Regions from separate parts of the Mus musculus genome. Here region 2 is linked to region 1. The links are chromatin contacts, called in public Hi-C maps. All regions are on one chromosome and are shown on one strand. Each heading gives the region's core, a stretch centred on a gene start, on an enhancer-like site or on the middle of the called end of the contact. The rest is flanking DNA. Distances are from core to core; before and after follow the strand shown. Region 1 has its middle 220 kb from the start of Fzd1. Region 2 has its middle 130 kb from the start of Fzd1.

Region 1 (5,392 bases), core at 946-3,445:
AGAGATACAGTATCAGGGAATGATAGGCTCTTTGGGAGAAAATCGTTAGTGAGTACCTTGGAGCCTTGATTTGATCTTCCACTTAAATGGTCATATGACAGTCATTTCCTCCAAGAGGCTTAAGGAATTACTTTCTGTTTTATTATAAGCTCTTTCAATAAAACCTCATAATAAAACTTGACACAATCCTAAGTTCTGATTTTTAAAAAAATCACATTTATTTGTGTGTGTGTGTGTGTGTGTGTGTGTGTGTGTGTGTGTGTGTGTGTGTATGTGAGAGAGAGAGAGTGTGGAGGTCATGACACTACCTGCATGTTGTGGTAGGAGGACAACTAGCAGGACTGGGTTCTCTTCTTCTACAGTGTGGCTCCCAAAGCTTAAACTCAGGTCCTCAGACTTGGTGGCAAGCATCTCTGCCCACTAAGCCATGCCACTAGCCAGTGGAGCGAACTTCATTATGCATAGATAAAGGGAGGACGTTGGAATATGGAAACCCAGTTCTTTTCACCAAAGTCTTGCAGTAAGTTCCTCTTGCATACTCTACAATTTACAAGGTTCCTGGTAGCTGTTTAACTAAAATTATGTATCTAATTGTCCAACTTTGTCAGGTATCTATATTATTTAAGAAAAATAATTTAGTGTATATGTTTTTGTAATCACAGCTGAATGCAATGAAAATATTTCTGTGTCTGCTATTGTCTACTTCTGTATCAAAATCCTACTGGCTGGATAATTCATAAACAACCAAAAATTATTTCTCCTGTTTTAGAGACAGAAGTCCAGTATCATAGCATCTCTAGATTCTGCATCTCTTGCTTAAAATAAAAAGAGGGACACTCTTATTTCATCTAGCATGGCAGAAATGGCAGAAAGAAAAAACTGTCCCCACATGGCAGAAGAAACAAAAAGGCCAGAAATCTCTCTGATCTCTAACTTAGGAGGGAATTCAGCCCATTCTCATGAGACTGACTCTTTCCACAAAGGCTCCATCCCTTGGTTTGGAACCTTGGAATTTAAAGTTCCAACATACTAATTTAGAGGGAAACATTAATTCAAGACATCACAAGCAACACCTCCATATTATGTAAGCAGATTTCAGTTGCTTTCTGTCAATAGGTCTGGAACACAGCAAGTTGTTCACATATCCAAAGTCTTCCAATACCTTATACCTTGGAGAATAGCCATTCTTGGTAGTCTTTACTGTGGGGCGCGCACGCGCGCGCGCACACACACACACACACACACACACACACACACATTGCCATGCAGTAGGAAAATAAATGTACCTGTTGATGACCACTGTTCACTGATACAGCTGCAGCACAAGGTGGCATCTGGGAACATGAGGGAAGAGTAAACTAGGGACATCAGTCCTCACACATTTCCGCAAATATGTTGACATCTGCCGCAGCCTAAATAACCCAGGACATCGGAGAATTATCCTCTCCTGTAAGCCAGGATAAGTTTGGCAAACACACCTGTATAACGTATGTACCAGGCACATTTCCTTGTTGAATTATTCAATTAAATCTGATAATGAGAGCACATTGACACAGTTAAACACTCAGGTGAATAAAATATTCACTTTGAAGTGCAGAAATTTCTGGAGTCATCTGTGTGTTAACAAGGAATGATTCCGTGACTACCATCACCCAGGGAGCAAGAAACTTTAGAAAAGGTAAGCTCAAGTGAAGTGAGCTGGAGGCCTTTTCTGACATGATTTGAAGGAGATGAAAGGTAGAGACACTTTTCAATGTTCATTTGAGCCATCAATCTCTTCAGAATAAATGTAATGAATTTTAAGAGACAGAAAAACAAAACTCCATTCTCTAGTGAATCTTACTCCCCTGAACCCCAAACTGAACACAGAGCGATGAGCATTAGCATAGGTATCAACACATCCGCGTTCTTATTTTTCCCTCTGCAGAGCCTGGCATGAATATCCTCACAAACACATCAGGCTTTTCTCATCTCGGCTCTCATACTGTAAAACTGGAGAATTTGACGGTTCCCACTATTATCATACTATGTACCACAAAACAACCAAACATTCTTTTTTTGCAAATAAAAGAGCCATCTACAAATGCAAATTTAATAATGATTCATCTTTAAATGTGATGAATGCACGGATGAGCCAGCTGCCAGCACACTCACTGCCTGTGTCGGAAGCAAGGACATCCTCAGTAAGGCTGGCTCGGAGTGTACTTGTAACCATGCCAGCCTGTACTGTCATTAGCATGCCCTACACTTCAGCTAGGCCCCAGACTCCTTATGATAAGGACCGTTTCTTAAGCCTCTTTTGTTCTCCATGACTTAGCATGCTGCACAAATCACAAAACAGGACATCAAAACCTAGATAGGAAAAGTTGATACACGGAGAACCTGTGGCCGGCATTTTGCATACACCATCTCTAGCTGTATGAACCATTATACAAAGAGAGAGAGAGAGAGAGAGAGAGAGAGAGAGAGAGAGAGAGAGAAGACAAAGAAAAAGAAGAGAAGAGAGGAAGAGGGGAGGGGAGGGGAGGGGAGGGGAGGGGAGGGGAGGGGAGGGGAGGGGAGGAGAGGAGAGGAGAGGAGAGGAGAGGAGAGGAGAGGAGAGGAGAGGAGAGGAGAGGAGAGGAGAGGAGAGGAGAGGAGAGACAGCAATGTCCCCACTTAACAGATCGAGAAAGCTGAGAGTCAGAGACTGAGCCATTGCTATGATTCAATAGTGGTAATTACGTATTTCACTATATTCTTGAACATGGTTATCAGTACAAAAACACAAGAGTCCCAAGAATTACTCATAGTCGTGTGTCCTCACCAACCATTTACTCAGTGTCGCTGGGCTTGGGGAACTGCCTCTCACAGTATTAACTTCTGACCTCAAGGCTTTTGCTTGCACATAAGATTCTAGAGAAGAAATGAACCTTAAGTGAGTGATAGAGAGGTGTTTGTTCAATCACAAGTCTGTCTGGCTTCAATCTGTCTTCCAAATCCCTAGATCCAGTTTACATAGGGGCAGACCTCTCTGTCACAGTCCAATAGTCACGTATCCCTGACATAACGTCTGTTCAGCCGGATCAGCGGTTTGTTCAGTACATATGCCCATATTAGGTCAAGAAGGAAACATAAAAAGATGCTCAGGGAAAGGACTTGAGGCAAAGGATGCAACACAAAAGTGCTAAGGCGCTTGATTTATATGCATGCAAATAAACCATCCCCTGTAGAAGTAGGAAAATGGATGCTCTAACTTTTGATGGGTTGGGTGCTACTTCTCCAGGGCCCTGCTCCTGATTGTAATCTGATAATGTGGGCAAGTCCTCTAACTGAGCTTCTCTTCACACTATCTCATTCACGATCGAAAAAGGACCATTTAGCTTAACAGCTCCCTGTGACTCTGAAGAAATTAGAACCCAGACAGATGAAGTGACCAGATTGTGGTCAGCTGACTGGCCAACATCAGAGCTGCCATTAGAAACCAGGCTTTCTTTCCATGACACCAACCCCCATTTCCAAACTGCAGGTTTAAAACACTGTGAACTTTTCCCATGCAATCATTAAGAAATATAGTGTTAGTTTAAGAAGCACACATTTTCTCCAGTCATGCATTCCCTGATGAACTGAAAAGTAGGCTTCAAAACCATGTAGCAAATCTATTAGAAATAGAATAAAATAAAATATTAAAAATAAAATATCAGCTCTGCTTATCCAAGGCAGCAGGAACACCATGGCTCCCTCCCCTTGTTTACAAAGAAGCTCACAGATAGTGCTATATTTAGTCCCTGCTACAATCCTAAAAGTTATTATTATGAACTTGACTTTTTAGATGAGGAAACTGTTGATCAAAGAAACTAAATCATCCAGTAGGAGGATGGCAGTCAAAACTCAAAAATGACTTTATAAACTCGACTCCTTTACTTCCTTACCCCTGACTCTTCTTATGCAACATTTGCCTAACAAACAGTGGGTTCAGAGAGTTTGAACCAGGCCCTGGCTTCCACATGAAGCTATGTGACCATAGCCACAGCCCCATGACCATTTGGGTGAGGCTCTGTGATGAGCACTCAGCCAGAGGAATATGAGCAGAAGTATACACATCAGAAAAAGACACCCCTCCTCTCTCTCCTTTATTAATCAGTCATTCTATCCACGCTGATTTTTCAGGGCATCTTTGCAAAGCACATGATAAAGATACCTCAACTGTATTCCCTACAAAGGGGGTGGGGTAACAAAGACTTCACACCTCCGTTCAATTAACTAGTCATAGTCACAATGGCTAATTACACAAAAGGAAAAGGTTTCTTGTAAAAGGCACAGAATTTATTTAATTATAGCATCAAACACATCATGATGAAAATATTCGTTCTTTTAGAGACTAGAATTCATATTCCTGTTATTCTCAGACAGTTCTCCATAAGCCATGTTTACTAACTCACTCATTCTAAATTTAACTACATAAAAATGAGTCACTTTCCCAGTGATTCTCTTTCTGCGCCTTGCTATTCCATCAGTTTAGGGTTAATAATTGCTGCCCTGTGTATTACACAAACAACAAACAAATGCTACTCAGACAAGTATCAGTAAAAGTCATTTGTGGTATAGTTCGTTGTAAAATCTGACAACAAGCATGAATTTAGAAAGACTTGCATTTTTTTAAAGCCTTCCGATCGCACCCCCATCTCCCAAACGATTTTTGAAGAAAATTTATATCTCAGGCTGGGCAGGGAGCAGTCGTCTGGAGTTAATCAGTGAGGATTTATTGAGTCTCCTAAGTGCACGGCTTATATATGGTTTCCCTACCCGTTGGAAACTCTTCAAGCCTTGGGCCAGAGGAAGCTGCCTTGGGAACACACAAAGCCTTGTCTGGCCACTAGTTCCAAAATGTGGCTTAAACCAGCACACCGAGGGCTCAGACCTCCTGCATCTCCCACCGCATAGAGGCCTGAGGTCTCCACTGCCCACACACCCTTGATGTGGTTGCTCCAGGAGGGAGAACAGTGGGCTGCTTTTGAGAAGTGTACCAGAAGAGATGTTTTAAGGACTCCTCCATCGGGAGCTGTTGCACCTTTTCTCTCCCCAGAACTTCAAAGTATCACTCCTCGTAGAATCTCATTATCTTAAACCCCAATCAAATCTGAACAGAAGAAAAAGCCTTTCACAAAGAAGTAGACTGCATCCCAACTGATGCTTGCTCTAAGAGCTTTGGGGGAAAAGGAAATCCTGAAAGCAGTTTGGTCACCAGACAAAATCCCCCATAGAAACAGAAATAAACCTCTGTGACATCAGCTAATGTTCGCCATTTCCCTTAAATACCTCTTCCTGTCCAGCTTCCACACTCCCTCCAAGCATTCCCAATGTTCCTTTTGTTCTGGCCTTGGGGGATGACTTAGTCGGCAGATGGTGGCAG
Region 2 (5,392 bases), core at 1,876-4,375, 85 kb before region 1:
TAGTATCCCTTTTTTACTAATTCCAGAAACATTCTGAAGACGTAGAAAGAAGGCAGACTTTAGAAATATGCAGAATTGGAAACAAACCCTGACTTTAGCACATTCCATCTTTTGAAACCTTTTAATCTCATTGAGTTTTCTCTTCCTCATTTAAAGCCTGAAAACCAAGGAAACGCTGAAGGAACACAACTACCTGATCCTCATGTCAAAGACTGAACTTGAATCAGATGTGGACATCAGCTTTCCTTTCAAGAAGCATGCAAGTGTAGGTCCTTGGGTTCCGGATTATACTCCTGTTTCTAATCAGGACGTCTACAGTAGCAGGGTCAAAACAATGAAGGATAACGTTTTAAAGTAAACCTTTAGAGACATTCTACCAATAGTATTTCCAATCCCGTAGGTTGTGCTTGGGGCAAGGATGGCAAGGTCTTTCTCAGCTCTTGTTCTGTGATTTTGAAAGTTAGAAACTGACAATGCATTTTCTAAAACAACAAACAAATAAACCACCTATGTTTTCATCCTACTGAACTATGTCTGCATCAAAGTTGTTTAAAATACAGATACACAGTAGTCATCATTAGAGTGCTTTCCTGGACACTGTTCAGAGAAGGAACTGCTGCCAAGGACTGGAATGGTGACAGGGGTCTTTCTAGACTATGTAAGGCTTAGGCTGAGTTTAGATAGGTAGACAAAACTTGTGTGCGTGAAACAAAGTAGACTGGAGCCTTTCAGACAAATAAGAGAAAGAGGGATGCAGAAATGACTGGGGAACCACTGCATGCCTTGGAGCCAGCTTGGGGAGCTGGGTTGGAATTCTGTTGTTGAGGTAGCGTGAAAAATGTGGACTGAGAATAGATGCTTGTAGAAGTAGTTAAATGCTACGAGCAGAGGTACAATTTTGAAGACCTTGAAGCAAATTAAGATGTGCTCTGGGATGTTAAGATTCTAGTTTGTGGAACAGGATTGGGGACAAAGAGGCACCTGCCAAAGGTAGACTATATGAATCATCATGGTAATCCAGTCTTTAGACATGCAGGGTGCCCACCAAAATGGTATAGTAGGAACCCAAAAAGAGGCATAGCTACCGCTGTGAGGCTTTTATGAGACACTGTGCCATCGATGGAGGGGGATCTGACCAGCCACGTTCTGTTTATGTGCTCTGTCTTGATTAGTTAATTTGCTCTTCAGATGTGTCTCTCCTGAATATGAAATCTCCCTCATTAAGATAGAAACCATATGCCTGCTTTGAAGCTAAGCCAGACCCCACCTAATGCTGGCCTTTACCTTGTTCTTCTTGTTGGTAATCAGCTCACTGCAACAGATGTCGCTTCCTGACTCCAAAGATGCCAACAGTCTCAAAAAAAAAAAAAAAAAAAAAAAAAAAAAAGGAGCACCGGACTGAGGTCTATACTCAGCATGATCTGAATGTGGAAATAGAAGTGAGACCCCCGCCCCCCAGGCAGTGTGCTTGGCAAGAATAGAGAATAGGTGCTTGATACTGAACCTCAAATGATACCGAAGTTACTAAGGCCATAGTGGGCCCACTCACAGGCTCACTAGACTTGCCAGCTGAGACAATTAACACTAACAGTGTACTAGTTTGCCTTTATGGATTAATTTGACAAATATCTATTGGCCATGACCCAGGCACTAAATAAGGCCATAGGGGGTGGGGTGCAAGAGGTGCAATTGTTACCTTTGATAAGGTTTCCAGCTGTGTAAGGGAAATAGATGCGAAAAAGAAAGTGTTATCTCCATGGAGAGTTCTACTTTCTGCTTGTCCTTCTAGCACCCAAACATGACTCGGTACTCGGGAGATAGTTCATTTGGAGCTTCTATGTCATATTTTACAAGAATCACTTGGAAGGTTGTGAAGCCATGCACACCTTGCTGCATTTACCTCACTAAATCTTATAGTTGAACAAAGAAGCAAAATAGAAAACCGACATGACCATGTCCTCGGTAAACCCTGAGTGTTTTCCCTTCCTTTTCTCTTTCCTTTTCACTGGCCTGGTATTTAAGTGGCGGTAGTTATACTGTCTGAACCTCCTTACTTAACAGACGCCTTAAAATTCCTGGTGTGAAGACCCCTATTCTCAGTCCGGAGGCTGAGTGGGACCATCAGTTCTTAGCAGCAAAGGCCAGGGGACAGAGTGAGGCAGCCGAAGAAAGCTTGTGCAAACTCTGTAAGTACTTGCTAGTAAGTTTTGTTCAGGATATTTTTAAAAAGGATGAAAAAATGTTAATGGACATTTAGCTGCTTTGTGAATTATAATCATTCCTTTACAAACAAAACCGTACCATTCGATAAGTACTGCTTGGCAATGATGAAAATCCATTCAAAAAAAAAAAAAATAGACAGCTAAATAAAAGACAGAATGCATTGTACCCGGTGTGTCCTGTAGCTGCTTGTATTCATCTTTACTAAGAGTTGGGACTGTATATTATGAGAACTCGCTCTGCTTTTGTTTTATAGTAATTTCTTCCTTATAAATTTAAATGAAGTGGTTTCCAGCGGGGAGGGGTATACAAGATTGAGGTTGGAAAAGGCTAAGAAAAATAGATGTTGCCTGGAAATAAATACTGTAATTATATTGGCTTTAAGGATTATTTCAGATCTTAAAAGAAAAGGGCATTGGGAACTTTTTAAAAATAAAAATTATAGATACCATGCTTCTAAATAGCTTCAGGCTAGTTTCCTTGGAAAGAGTACTTCCCAACCCCCATGTTCTTGTTAGGTTTAGCTTAATAATGATGTGAGGGGCCAAAAAAGCTTTTAAAGCTGATTGCCTTCAGCTTCTGGTTCCTTGCCAGGAACCAGAGGACTAATTGGCCAGGCCCCCTTTAGTCTCCTGGCTATTTGTGAAAATATAAAATGAAACACAAAGTGCGCATGCTTACCCACATGTGCACCGAACTCGGAGCAGAAAAGCACTACAGAAGAAATATTACTACATTCCTTGATCTCACTAAACCGGGAAGTGGCAAGAGGAGTAATAAATCCTATTAGTACATGATTTTCTTGTCCTCAAAGGGAGGTGCATGCCAGTTAGCAGTCTTTTATGGAGAGTAAAGTTACACCTTGCAATTTGGCCTCGTGAAGATGTGGCCTGAATCATCTGTTGGTAATGGACCAGCCAAAATCTAATCATGAAGGCTGGAACCTGTGAGTGGAATCACAGGACTTTTGTGTTCTCTGCTTTTAAAGTGAACATAAATAACTCAACAGCTGTGTTTCATTCCACTGGAGCCCCCCCCCCCCCGAACACCCACCCACTCTAAAAGTCATTTACAGGGGTACACGCCAAAGTAATTAATGAATTATCCAGTTCAATTGTGAAGCCAGGTGCCAGAGTTGGTCTTACGAAGATTTCAAGTCATTACTTAGCAGATTAAGCTGAAACCAAAATTCATTGTTCCTTTTCTTGCTGATGTTTGAATTTTTCTTTATTAAACAAAAGGTCCCACAAAGTCACATGCAAACATCAGTACAACACATGTGGAATCCAATTTGTATAATGTTTAAATTATTCTCTAGCAATAATGTCTTTGGATAGTTTAACATAACATTAAAGCAAAATTTATCAGCTTTCTAATAAGTCTTACCTGACTCAGAGAGAAGTGGGGAGGGAAGGAAGGAGGGAGGAATGGAGGGAGAGAGAGAGAGAGAGACAGACAGACAGACAGACAGACAGAGATCTGCCTTTTTTGTAATTGAAACACAAAGGAATTAATTTCCCATCTATTAGAGAGTGGATCTTTTTTGATTCTGTGGAAAAGCAGATGATTCATTCATTAAACATAGATATGGATATGGATATGGATATGGATATGGATATGGACACACACACATATATATACTGTTTAAAACATTTCAGGTACTACTAATTACTAGGACTATGGAAAAGACATCCACAGACCTGACATGTTCTTTTAGTAGAAGGGAATGATTCAAAGTATGCACAAAGGGTTGTAACGATGAAGTGTGTATTAAAAGGCAGCCCAAGATAATGAAGATTCAAGAATTATACTACATGAACAAAGACAAAATATGAAATGAGAATGGTTCTCAACCTTCCTAATGCTATGACCCTTTTAAAAAGTTCCTCATGTTGTGGTGACCTCCAATATGAGATTAATTCATTGCTACTTCACAGCTGTAATTTTGATACTGTTGTGAGTTGTAATATAAATATCTATGTTTTCTGATTGTCTGACATGGCCTGTGTGACAAGTTCATTTGACCCTCAAAGGGGTCATGACTCCCAGGTCAAGAACTGCTGGTTTAGGGGCACCATAACTATCATTCTTTGTGGTGGACAAGGGTATTCCAAGGTCAGCAGGCAGTAGACTTCAATCCTTTATTGAAAGGCTATAGCTTATACAACCACCTCAGGAAAGAAAGAGTTTCTGTGGCGGTGCAGGAACTCTACTTCCATGATCCCAGAGAATCACCCTGTCGGGCAGCACTGCTCACTGGTCATATGGGAGCACTTTTGCATCAGGCCAAAAGTTGCAACAGAGGACAATCATGAGCCTTCCTACTCTGAGACTTCTATGACTCCACATACTCAACAGCCAGTGACTACAGAAGCCACCATCTCATTTAACATTCCAGATTCCATGTAGGCTACCTTCAGTGCAGTCAAGCTGTGCACACTCACTCAAACAGGAACAATTCAAGTTCGTGCCAATCTTCTTTCATCTCTGAAGACTATCTCCCTGGAATAGACTCGTGCTTTGGGGAGCAGAGCCTTAAAGTCATATATTGATATTTTCAGTTCTTCTTCTATGCTGTATAGTCATAAAGAGAAGGCCTTCGGTATGTTTTAAGGGGAACAGTTGCCTGTGTCTGAGTAACTTTCTGGACCTAGGACACATCCATTTAGTCCAACTTCTGGGGTTTATTTAGTTCTATGTCTAACTCAGATCTTTGGAATTGCCTAGCTTTAAGATTTTGGGATAGTAATATCCTTATTTCTTTCCCCTGTTTTGCAATTCTCCTTTCCTCTCTTTTCTTCCAGCTTAGAGGTTTTCTGTTTAAATAATCAAACACTTGGCTTCACAAACAGCACAGCTATGTCGTCGTCGTGAGGAAAGGCCCAGCAAATGCTCAAAACCTCAAGTCAGCTTTCAGGCTTCTAATTCCCTTATTCTGCTAAATGGAGAGAACAATTAATGAAATTTTAGGGGAGGCTCTGGCATATAACACTCTCAACCATCTTTTGGGGTATTTTGTTTGGAGAATGTAATCACAGCTGTTCAAACTTAAAATTATTTACATTGAACAAAAAAACTCATTTGACTCTAAGAAGTCATATGGCTTTATATAAATTAAAAATGGCCAAGAATCAAACCTTGACATTTTTTCATGGGCACATCACCCATTGGA

The links. A called contact is a pair of places that touch in the nucleus more often than the background predicts.
Region 2: a Hi-C map of the N1E-115 cell line shows a contact between it and region 1, with 4 times the contacts expected there. The contact joins two enhancer-like sites. A contact is called at or near these places in 1 of 39 promoter capture datasets (the 3T3-L1 cell line) and 4 of 484 Hi-C or Micro-C datasets (the HPC-7 cell line, the N1E-115 cell line, embryonic fibroblasts and 1 more).

The regions. Positions count from the first base shown.
Region 1 is chr5:4,535,589-4,540,980 of GRCm38.p6, reverse strand. No RefSeq gene overlaps it. Among named protein-coding and RNA genes, the nearest start is that of Fzd1, 220 kb to the left of the region's middle. Within about 2 kb of position 2,195, at least 18 of the 459 cell types and tissues checked have an H3K27ac peak or open chromatin away from gene starts, as enhancers often do. A contact at or near this core is called in the N1E-115 cell line, where this site is marked.
Region 2 is chr5:4,621,269-4,626,660 of GRCm38.p6, reverse strand. No RefSeq gene overlaps it. Among named protein-coding and RNA genes, the nearest start is that of Fzd1, 130 kb to the left of the region's middle. Within about 2 kb of position 3,125, at least 8 of the 459 cell types and tissues checked have an H3K27ac peak or open chromatin away from gene starts, as enhancers often do. A contact at or near this core is called in the N1E-115 cell line, where this site is marked.